Linked DNA regions of Hordeum vulgare: region 2 is linked to region 1. A link is a contact called in public Hi-C data. All regions are on one chromosome and are shown on one strand. The core of a region is the stretch at or near the end of the contact, and the rest is flanking DNA. Distances in the headings are between cores, read along the strand shown.

What was found. Hi-C and Micro-C count contacts between places; a contact is called where the count stands out from the background.
Region 2: a contact with region 1 is called in a Hi-C map of seedling, with 4 times the contacts expected there. The contact joins the promoter of LOC123425148 here to the promoter of LOC123425144 in region 1. A contact is called at or near these places in 2 of 6 Hi-C or Micro-C datasets (leaf and seedling) and 1 of 1 datasets of contacts at active chromatin or transcription factors (embryo).

The regions. Positions count from the first base shown.
Region 1 is chr2H:77,830,511-77,835,900 of MorexV3_pseudomolecules_assembly, forward strand. It overlaps LOC123425144 (pectin acetylesterase 2-like), which reads right to left and starts at 3,361. Exons shown (of 12, transcript XM_045108818.1): 1 at 2,730-3,361; 2 at 1,830-1,912; 3 at 1,586-1,715; 4 at 1,359-1,432; 5 at 1,045-1,131; 6 at 833-957; 7 at 626-686; 8 at 445-498; 9 at 273-350; 10 at 69-174. The coding sequence starts at 2,913.
Region 2 is chr2H:77,962,467-77,967,322 of MorexV3_pseudomolecules_assembly, forward strand. It overlaps LOC123425148, which reads left to right and starts at 1,577. Exons shown (of 8, transcript XM_045108823.1): 1 at 1,577-1,671; 2 at 1,869-1,940; 3 at 2,059-2,124; 4 at 2,213-2,310; 5 at 2,422-2,547; 6 at 2,677-2,898; 7 at 3,010-3,075; 8 at 3,170-3,558. The coding sequence starts at 1,895. The coding sequence ends at 3,331.

The DNA of each region.
Region 1 (5,390 bases), core at 2,111-4,610:
GGAGATCAGCCAATCTACTCTTATGTTGAGGGTTATGGGTCAGAAGATCCAACAAAGCAGTGAAGTACCATTTAGAAACTGAAGTTGATTGCTATTACAAGACGCGTAATTCTGCTTGCATCTTTGCCATAGACCTTGGGGATCAGCCGTTTTGGGAGCCAAACTCTCTTGAAGCTGGAAAATAACAAGAAAAAATGGTTTCACTGAATAACATACTGATTTATTCAGTTTCATATCTCTTAAATCACAGGGTTGAAATGCATGATAAGCACCTGCCACACGTCATAAGCAGTGTTCACAATAAAAGTTGGAGTTTGAATGTTTGGCAACACGTTCTGCGGGAAAAAGCACTGTAGGGAGAAGCAGTTAGAAAAAACGTTTGCAAACATAAAATATGTTAACTGTAGTATCTTGGTAGATATTTTTGGACGGTTATCTTCTTACTGAGGTTTTGTCCATGCGGGAGGTACAAGACCGAGGCAAGCTTCTTCCAGAACCCTGTATTTTTATGAATTTTAACATCAGCAAAATGCAGATACAGCTAGTGCTACAGCTAGAAAAGCATAGTACCAAGAAAGAGTTATCACAAAGTATTCAGAAAAATACTTCTGAAAGCGGCAAATACCTGCAATCTCACAATGCCATTGAATAATTCTCTCATTTCTCGACGACCAGCAATATCAACACTGCAAATGGTAATAGAATTATATCACCTTAACATGTTGTTGAAATGGAGTGGAAATAGAAGTGCTCTTCCTCACAGCAGCACAGAAAGAAGGCACAAGATGTAACAAGGGTAATATGAAAGAAAAGCCTCATCATGTGCACATACGAGTCAAGAAACATTCCAGCATCAGCGAGGCACTTGACTCTGGTATTTGAGGGAAACATTCCGTTGAACTCATCACAATGAAGTATAGCAGAAGCACCCCCAGCAGAGCATCCAGAAAGAAGGGCCTGGTGGTATCAAGTTGCATCAGGTAAACATAAATGATTTGCCAAAAGCTAATTTTAAAAATGATTTAACTATGGAAGCACCAATACCTGACTAGCAGAACGCATTCCCTGGGCCATCAAGTCATCCATGGCAGCCTGCCAAATACGCTGACCTCGGAAATAAAGGCCTGAAGCCTGAAGGAAGAAAGTTCAGAAATGGATCAAATTGGTTCAGTAAAAAAGAAGAAATACCATGTACATTTATTTCTTTTAGTAGAATGGAGTATCTGTTATGTACAAGACTAAAGAAAAGGATTGTAATGTGATGGAATAACAAGTGTACATGTTTATTTGGGAACTGTTCAAATGAAAAAGGGTCCACCACTTGTGAAATAAAATGCAGAGCTATGATTTGCACTAACCGCGTCAGCCCCATCACCGGTGAAGGATCCACCATCACAATACCGAACCTTCACTCTGTTCCAGTTGTAGAAATCTAAGAGACAAGAAAAACAGCATTACAATTCCTCAAACAAAAATGGTAACAGAGACACAGAGTAATCAACAACCATATTCTATTTTTGGACAAGAAAGTAGTACTATAACTACGCATGACAAGTTCAGGACAGCTAATCGATTAGAATAATACCTGGGTTTTCTTCAGGTCTGTTACTCATTATGCCTGTAAACTGGAGCTGCCTCTCCATGTGGTTTGATGAACCACGCCGACTGCCCTTGCGGAACACACAGCTTTTAACATCATTGCACCAGCCTCCACCCTGGAATTCAATTTAGAATCACCATCATTAGGTATGTTACTCATTTACAATTCCTAGTTCAATTCAAATTTATCTCTCAGTCCACATATATGTGAGTCGTGGAGTATTACACACCTCCAGATTGACAAGCCAATTGTTTGACCCTGATCCAGATCCTCGGTGTAGGTGGTAACCTGGTAAGCTTCCATCCAAGCATACTGTAATGCAATGTCATGGAAGTAAGCATCAGTATTTATCAGCCTACCATGCTATAAGCAATACTCAAATTCTGGTGTAAATGGGAAGAATTACCCCTGATCAGTAATTATAATGCTATAACATTTCAACAATTATAGTGCTTCCAAAATCCAAAGCATTTTGCCGCTAAGAATAGGCTTGTCTGATTCTAAATTTTACACAAACAGAATCTTCACAACACACATTCATAAATGAGCACCGCCCTACGAAAACTTCAAATCTTGAGCAATTTCCTGCCTGGTGTTTCTGTCGGGTGCCCAACTATTTAGGACCTCTGGTATATTTAGAATGGTGACCAAGCAATCATGCACGGTTAGCTCACACAATTCACAGGCAACAGTTGGCATTGAGCCCCCCACCCCCCAATTAGGTAACAAGGATCCATCATGGGCACCACCAGCAAGGCAAGGCTAGATCCACATGCATATATTTATCTAGATCCGCACATGGCACATGCTAGTACTTGTACCTAGCAATACAAGGATAAGACTATGTATGATCACTCAATCAACTAAGCACCTAAGTGGATACTGAAGAGGAGAAAAATAGAACATGAGCCATCACAATCCCTCTACGGCAACAGCAATCAGATTAATCGTTACTCTGACCGACCAGGGTCAACACAGCAGCGACCCGCATCACGCGTCTCAATGAGCCAATCTACGGCAAGCATGTGACATGCGCAATAAAAAACCAATCTTTGCAACAACAAGAAAAATACTGCTACTAGCAGACGGGCTACAGAGGAACAATTGTGGGGGAGGGAGATTTAGTTACCGGCTCCCTTGGCGGCGGCGGACTGGATGAGGGTGAGGGCGACGAAGGCGCCGTTGCTGCCGCTGCCGGAGTTGGCATTGGTGGAGTAGACCCGCGTGTCATTCGCCCACGGCTCGGAGCCGCGCGCCGCTCCCGCCAAGAACCCGAGGAGCAGGGCAAGAAGGGGCCAAGAACCCATGGCCATCCGCCCTTCCCCTCAAGCTCTCTCGCTCCTCGCCCGGGACTGGGAGAGGAATGGATCTGGAAGAGGAGAGGGAGAAGGAGAAAGGATCGCGGAAGTGGCCAAAGCAGAGAAAGGTACTTATACGCGGCCGAGTGCAAGCGCAGCTGGCTGGCAATGGCCGCTGACGGACAAAGGAAAGGAAAAGGCAGGGCCGCTTCCGGAGATTCGGTGCTGCGGTGCGATGTGTTTACTACTGCTGTGGCTGGTTCAGTGTGAACCCGGAGGTGTTACTGGTTGCCGCGTCGTCACGGTTGGGAGGCAAAGCATCTCGGATGCTGCCTGCGGGAGGAAGAAGAAAAAGGTGTGGGTGTGTGACTGACCGACGGTGGAGCTCGGAAGTCGGCAGGAGAGGGGTGGTGAAAAGCGCCGCTCAGCTCGGCTCAGGGAGGCTGTGATTGCATTCACTGCTAGCTCAGCTTTCCGGGGCCCTTGGCTTTGGCTAGCTCGGTTGCAGGCAGCTGTGTGCGGGACGGGACCGACGGCAGGCAGGCAGGCAGGCAGCTGGTTTTTTGTTTATGGGAGGACGCGCAGTTTCAGAAGGGTCCGTTTGGGATGTTCCGCTGGTAAAATCACACATAGGCCTAGTACTGAAATCTTCAAGACGCAACACGTACAGAAACGAAAGCATGGCCTCCTCTTGAGTCTTGGGTCTTGACGCAGTACAGCTCTCTTTCTCTGGCGGAATGTCTGGTCTATCGCGGGGGAACTTTTTTTCACCGAAAGCTGATGCTCGACTCCCTCCACCGACATGTTCATTCCGTCTATTTCGGTGTTAATGCCGCTTCATTTACTACTAGTACTGCTACTAGGTTAGTTGCTGCACCGGCGCAACTCTATGATTTACTACAGTCTGCAGAAAAGAAAATTAGTCCCTTTTCTCAGTCACATTTTGCCTTTTTTCATACACCGGAAAATTGAAAGGCCCTTCCGGCAAAAAAAAAAAGAATAATGGAAATTGCCCGGACCGGAGTCCCATGCGGCAGCCAGAGTACACTGCTGGCCGTACTTAAACAAACCAGGATGACTGAGGATCTGATTAACTACACTGATGGCGACGGAGACGCCACGGATCGTCTGTGGAGCCAGCGATGTGGCTCCTTAATGTGGCCGGCGAATGTGCTTACAAAATGTAGACCCTCTTTGCACGTCAGAATCTTTGATTGGAACGGACCGGTTTGGACTTGTAGGAACCAGACCATGCACTGATTATTCGGTCGCCAAACGGAATAGGAAGGACCACCATTGTTCGGATGCTCCTTGCAACTTGCAACGCTGAATTTGGCTCACTCGATGCATGCATCCACGTACTACGTACGTACGTCGTACGTGCGCTCCATAATCCGTCCATGGAAAACGAGACCTCACCGGCTCTTGGAACCAACCGGCACGGCCACGTGCCTTGGAGCCACAGCTTGACAAGAGCATCTACACTCGGACTTACAAATCTGATCCTCTAGGTCCACGGGCGCGTTCGGGTAGGGATGGAGCCAGCATGCAAGCATAACAGGAACAAGTTTGTTTATGAAAAAAACAAAGTTCATATGAAGTGAAATTTTTTAACTACAACAATCACTATCATAGTAGAAAAAACAATTTGTTAGGGGGACTAGCCCCCCTCGTCCCCATAGATTCATCCCTGCGTCCGGGCGCCCGTAAACAGCGTTTGTCGGCCTTTCATATGTTATGTCGCATATTCATATACCTTGAATGAAACATTTAAATCCATGTTATCCATGTACGTCGATCATTCGATATAAGTTATTCAAATTCAATAGTTCGAAACAAAGCAAATCAAAGCACAGTTTAACAAATCGAACATGCCAAAATGAAATTAATGTCCGAGCGAGAAAGGATACTTGTCGGATCACTAGCCGGACGAGTTCGTCCATGCATCCTACTCGTCCAGCTTGTCATGCTTCGCCTGCATTCGGGTTGCGTCCTCCACTGTCGTAGCCGTCGTTGCCGCCTCGTGCGCCCTACGGTCGTTGATCTCCTTCTTCTCTGCAACCCATTTCTTCGCATGCGCATCCAAGTGGGTTCCATCCACCAACATAATCTTCGCATCCTCCGTGCCCCGTGCGAATTGCAACCTCTCCTTCTCGAGCTCGATCACTCCAAATGGTTTAGCCTTCTCGAGCTCCCATTTGATCACCGCATCTTCCTTCTCCAACTCGATCTTCTCCCTCTCAATTTCAAGCCTCTTCTCTACCCTCATCTGATCCCATTCCATCCTCCCCTTTTATGCATCCAACATGAGCTTGTACCTCTCCTCTTTCTTGTTCTCCCTTGTCGAAAAATGCTCATCTATGTGGACGACATTTCTATAGCCGCGACGTCATAGGAGATCCTTGCCTTCTCCCACTTGTTTCCCACGACTTATCGGTATCCTTTGGCACAATAGCTCTTCCATTGGTGACGACAACCTCGTCTTCCTCATC
Region 2 (4,856 bases), core at 327-2,826, 130 kb after region 1:
CAACCTAACACTGCCAACAGTAAAGGGCCATGAATTAACCAGCTTAGCTAGATTTCCCACTCCTGGAACTTGTTTAGATAAGGCCCCTGCTGCTATTATCCTTCTGCTGATCAGTGATGTAACCGTTGTGACAAATAAATAAAGAGGGCCCCCCTAAAAAAATAATATAAAAGAGGGATTTGAATGTAAAAAAAGAAAGTAACGCTGCCAACAGTAATAAAGGATCAACATCGACACATCATTCTTTTTCCTGGTATATACATATGTGGCCACAAATATTTCGCCCCCGTTTCCAACGAAAAGGCAGGTTCTCTCTCTCTCTCTCTCAAAAAAAGAATTATCTCAAAAGGACAGATTCTCTCTTTGCACGCATCTGCTGTTGTTACATGGCCTGAGGATCATATATATGCCTAACTAAAAAAAACTCCATCGTACATCGTCACACTCGCTGGGTGGCCAGGTAGCTATCTCCACTACACTGAAAATGAAGGCCGACGCAGCATCCAATAGGAGATCATCTTTCTACTCATTTCTCCTTTCGGATGAAGCTTTGTGCATGAAAACTTGTCATTCTCACATGCACTCTGCTGCTCACGCATGCTCTCTCCATCACACACAAAAAGGATAACCAGATGAAAACACAGGGCTCGACGCCCATCAACGCGTAAACAAACGCCGGGACGAAAGCGATGCCATCTTTGGCCTGATCATCACCATGCCAATAAGAAATGCCACACACGTGTCCCGGCTTTTCCACGGCCGAGAGTCTCCGGCAAATCGCCATACCCATGTGACCATGAGCCACTCGTATCCATATGCTCATATGGGCTGTGACGCACGCCGGCCACGAGTGGATTCCTCCACACATCGAACCCTGCACACATAGTTTAACCGGTTTTGCTACAAGTCATCTAGCTGAGTTTTAATTATGTCTTATTTATCTTTATAGTTATTGGATGCGGTGCTATAAAATGCGTGTGTTGTCGTGATTTGTGATACTATTTTGTTTCTTTTTTTATTTTTAAATGAATAAAATCAAATTATATCTTATCTAGATGAATTCTAGTCAGTTTAACGGCCACGTCACCGTCACCTATGCCTGATGGCTACCCGATCGTTCGTCCGCTAGCTTGGTCGGCGGCACCCGAGCTGAACTAAACTAAAGTATACAATGCTTTTAAAGGAAAATTGTTGCGCTGGCTGGCGTAAGTTGGCCGATCCGATCCGATCCTATCCTATCCGACGCCAACTCCACCACCACCAGCATGAACGATCAATAATCAGAGCGGTCGCTGTCCAGTGCAGCACGTCGTCGTCCCCTCGCGTAGGAGAGCACTTTGACGGGAAGTGACGAGCGAGCAAAGAAAGAAGCTGGAGAAGGCAGGAGCCGGCTGGCCGGTGGCCAATAATTTGTGGCTCCGGGGTGGTGGTGCTTCCATCATCGGATAGCACCCACCGGTGTCGCTACCATGTGTCACCTTCCAGAGAGCAGATAAAGCGGAGCCCATCCTCGTCATGTCATGTGTTGCGAGTTGCGACTGTGAGTGAGATGATCTTTGTTGTATAAATAGAGGGGCCTGGCTAGGCGAAATGGCATCCACTGCTGACCTGCGTTGTGTGTGTGTGTGCGCGCGCAGCTCCTGCTCTGTCTTCCTTCCGTTCAGCGTCGAGGTACATGTGCATGCCATTGCAGGTTGCTTGTTGTCTCGGTTTGCTGTTTCTGCCTCGACCTTCCGTTTCTTTCTTGCTACTTTGTTTGGTCACCGGCATGCTGATGCTAGTTCGATAATCTAGTTTGCTTCCTCAGCTGGCCCCCAACTTAACCTTCTTCTTTTTTTCCTAAAGATTTTCTTTCCCCACGGTTGCAGGCACTGCCCAACCTCAACCTGTGAAGATGGAATCCTACGCCAACGGAGCCAAATTTGACTGCCTGCTGTTTGGTACGCCCGTCTATAACTGACGCTTCTTCACTGTACTTGTACAATATTTTTACCATGGAGTTCTCTGCCAGCACTTTGTTTCTGAACCCCTCGTTTGATTGTTTCCTGACCTGTTCAGACATGGATGACACCATCTACCCACTGAGCTTGGGAATCAACTTAGCATGCCGCAAGAACATCCAAGGTAAGTACTAAACTCACACCAAATCTCAGTTTTCATGCTGTAAAATTTGTTTGTCATCATATAATGGTTGGAATTTACCAAACCGCAGACTACATGCTGGACAAACTTCAGATCGAGGAGAGCCTGGTCCCCAAGATGTGCCTAGATTTGTACAGGGAATACGGAACTACAATGGCCGGTCTGAAAGTATGCCTCAGTACACTTAGATTGCCATATTACTCGTTCGAGCTTCTGGTAGCTCCATAACCATTAAACTAACTACTACTGTTACGTTTCAAAAAAATCATGATCCTACAGCTTATGGGCTACGATTTCGACTACGATGAATTCCACGCCAGCGTGCACGGAAAACTGCCGTACGAGAAGCTGAAGCCGGACCCTGTCCTGAGGAGCCTGCTGATTTCGATGCCACAGAGGAAAATCGTAAGCTCATCATTCGTCGCATCAAAAATCCCTCTGATGTTTCTTGCTGCATCAGTTCATTGCTGCATCTGTTCTCCAGCACCGAAAAATTGCTGCAGAAGTTACAGTTTGCTGTTCCATCCACTGCAGATATTCACCAACTCCGACGAGGCTCACGCGGCGACCGTCCTGGAGAAGATGGGGCTGGAGGGATGCTTCGAGGGGATCATATGCTTCGAGACCCTGAACCCCAAGAATCCAGGAGGCACGGGCGCCGGCGGCGACGGCTCCGGCAAGAGGGTCCTCTGCAAGCCGTCCCTCGAGTCCATGCAAGCCGTGGTGGAGATCGCCAAGCTCGACCCCAAGAAGACAGTAAGCAGCACGCAGCTCAGCCATGGATTCCCTCGTCGGTTCTCTGCACTTGAGAACTCCAAGCTGCAGCTGCACCGACTGACTGACAGGGCTGCCTGCCTTGATTTGCAGGTGTTCTTCGACGACAGCCCGCGCAACATCGCCTCGGGAAAATCGGCAGGCTTCCATACCGTCATCGTAAGATCTCACTGTCGCTGCATTAATCCCCACGCCATTGGAGCACCTGTCGGAAACTGAACGAACGCACGCTTTGCCACAAACGATGGTGCAGGTAGGGAGCTCGGCGCTCGTGCCCGGGGCGGACGTGGCGCTGGAGAGCATCCACAACATCAGGGAGGCGCTGCCGGAGCTCTGGGAGGCGGGCGGCGACCACGTCGAGGCCGCCGTCGGCATCCGGTCCGCCGCCGTCGCGGAGACCACCGTGCTCGCGTGAGCCGCCGCCACGTGATCAATACGCTTCGTCCGCCTTGATGACTATATTAACCCTCATATGCTGTGGTGTGCTCGACGATATGGATCCACGATCCATGGTGATGACTGATGAATGCGTAGGTGTTATGTACAGGCCTACTACTTGTGTGCTGATGGTGTGATCGGAAATTCGGAATACCGTAATACAGTAATAAGCACCGTAAATCCGTTAAGATTTACTATTTTGTAGAGGATCGTTGTTGAGCAGCCAAGGCGCTGCGAGCCGCAGCTTTGTAGTGACGACAACGAACAAACGACGATGATGAAATTCTGCGTCCAAGAAGGGCATCAAAACAGAATCAAAACGGGCTGGTCATTGACGTTGCGTGTTAGTCTATGTTATAGTATACGTTAGAACATATATGGTGGAGTATAAACCGTATGTAGTATAAGGTAGATATTTTCTGTTTTCATTCAGTTGGTTCAGGTGGTTATGATCGATCCTTATCTGCATAGTTAACTTGGTGATCAATCTATAATCTCACCGAACCATCGAATCTTGTAAATCCTAAACCTTGCCTGTATAAACATGCAACGCATCCCTATTAGGCATACGCTTCAACCAAACTTATATGGTATTCAGAGCTTAGTCCTCTAGCACATTTTTGATATGCTGCCATTTCCTCGAGCTCCATCGTCGTCGTCGCTACACCCGCGCTCATCCCCATCGCCGAACGCCTCCACCGCTCCAACTTCCTAGTGTGGCGTGCGCAAGCCCTTGCGACCATCCGCGGTGCGCGGCTCGTCTCCTTCCTCAACTCAGACAGGGAGGAACCAGCCCGCATGCTGACCAAAAAGGAGGGCAAACCTAGAGATGTGCCCAACCCGGCGTATGGGATCGCCAAGGCTCAGGACTCGCATGTTTTGAGTTTTATCTTCAATTCAATCTCACCTCCTGTGGTGGTCAAGATCGCCCACTGCACCACTGTTGCCGCACCATGGACTGCGATCACGGAGATGTTCATCTCCTAGACGCAAGCGCATGTGGTGAACACGAGGATGGTCGTGTCAATGACCAAGAAGGGCACCTCGACTGTAGCCGAATACATCAACCACATGAAGGCACTCGGTGACGAGATGACCTCTGCTGGAAAACCCTTCATCGACGACGACATGGTGTCATACATCCTCGTCGGGCTCGACTTCGACTACATGTCTTATGTCTCCTCCGTGTGTGCACAGACTGTTCCCATCAAGGTGAGCGAGCTCTTCCCACAGCTTATCAGCTTTCAGAGCAGGATGACCATGTTTGAGGGAGGCCAATCCTCCCACTCATCTGCCAAGGCCATCTCTCGTGGTGCAGGACATGGTGGTAATGGAGGCGACCGGCATGGAGGTGGTCGCGGCAATGGCGGCGACGACGGGCGTGGCCAAGGTCATGGCGGTCGTGGCAATGGAGGAGGCCGCAATGAGCTTCCAAAAGTCTTCTTTCAGATCTGCCCAAAAGCAAATCACACCAACGTGGAGTGCTTTCGTTGCTTCGACAT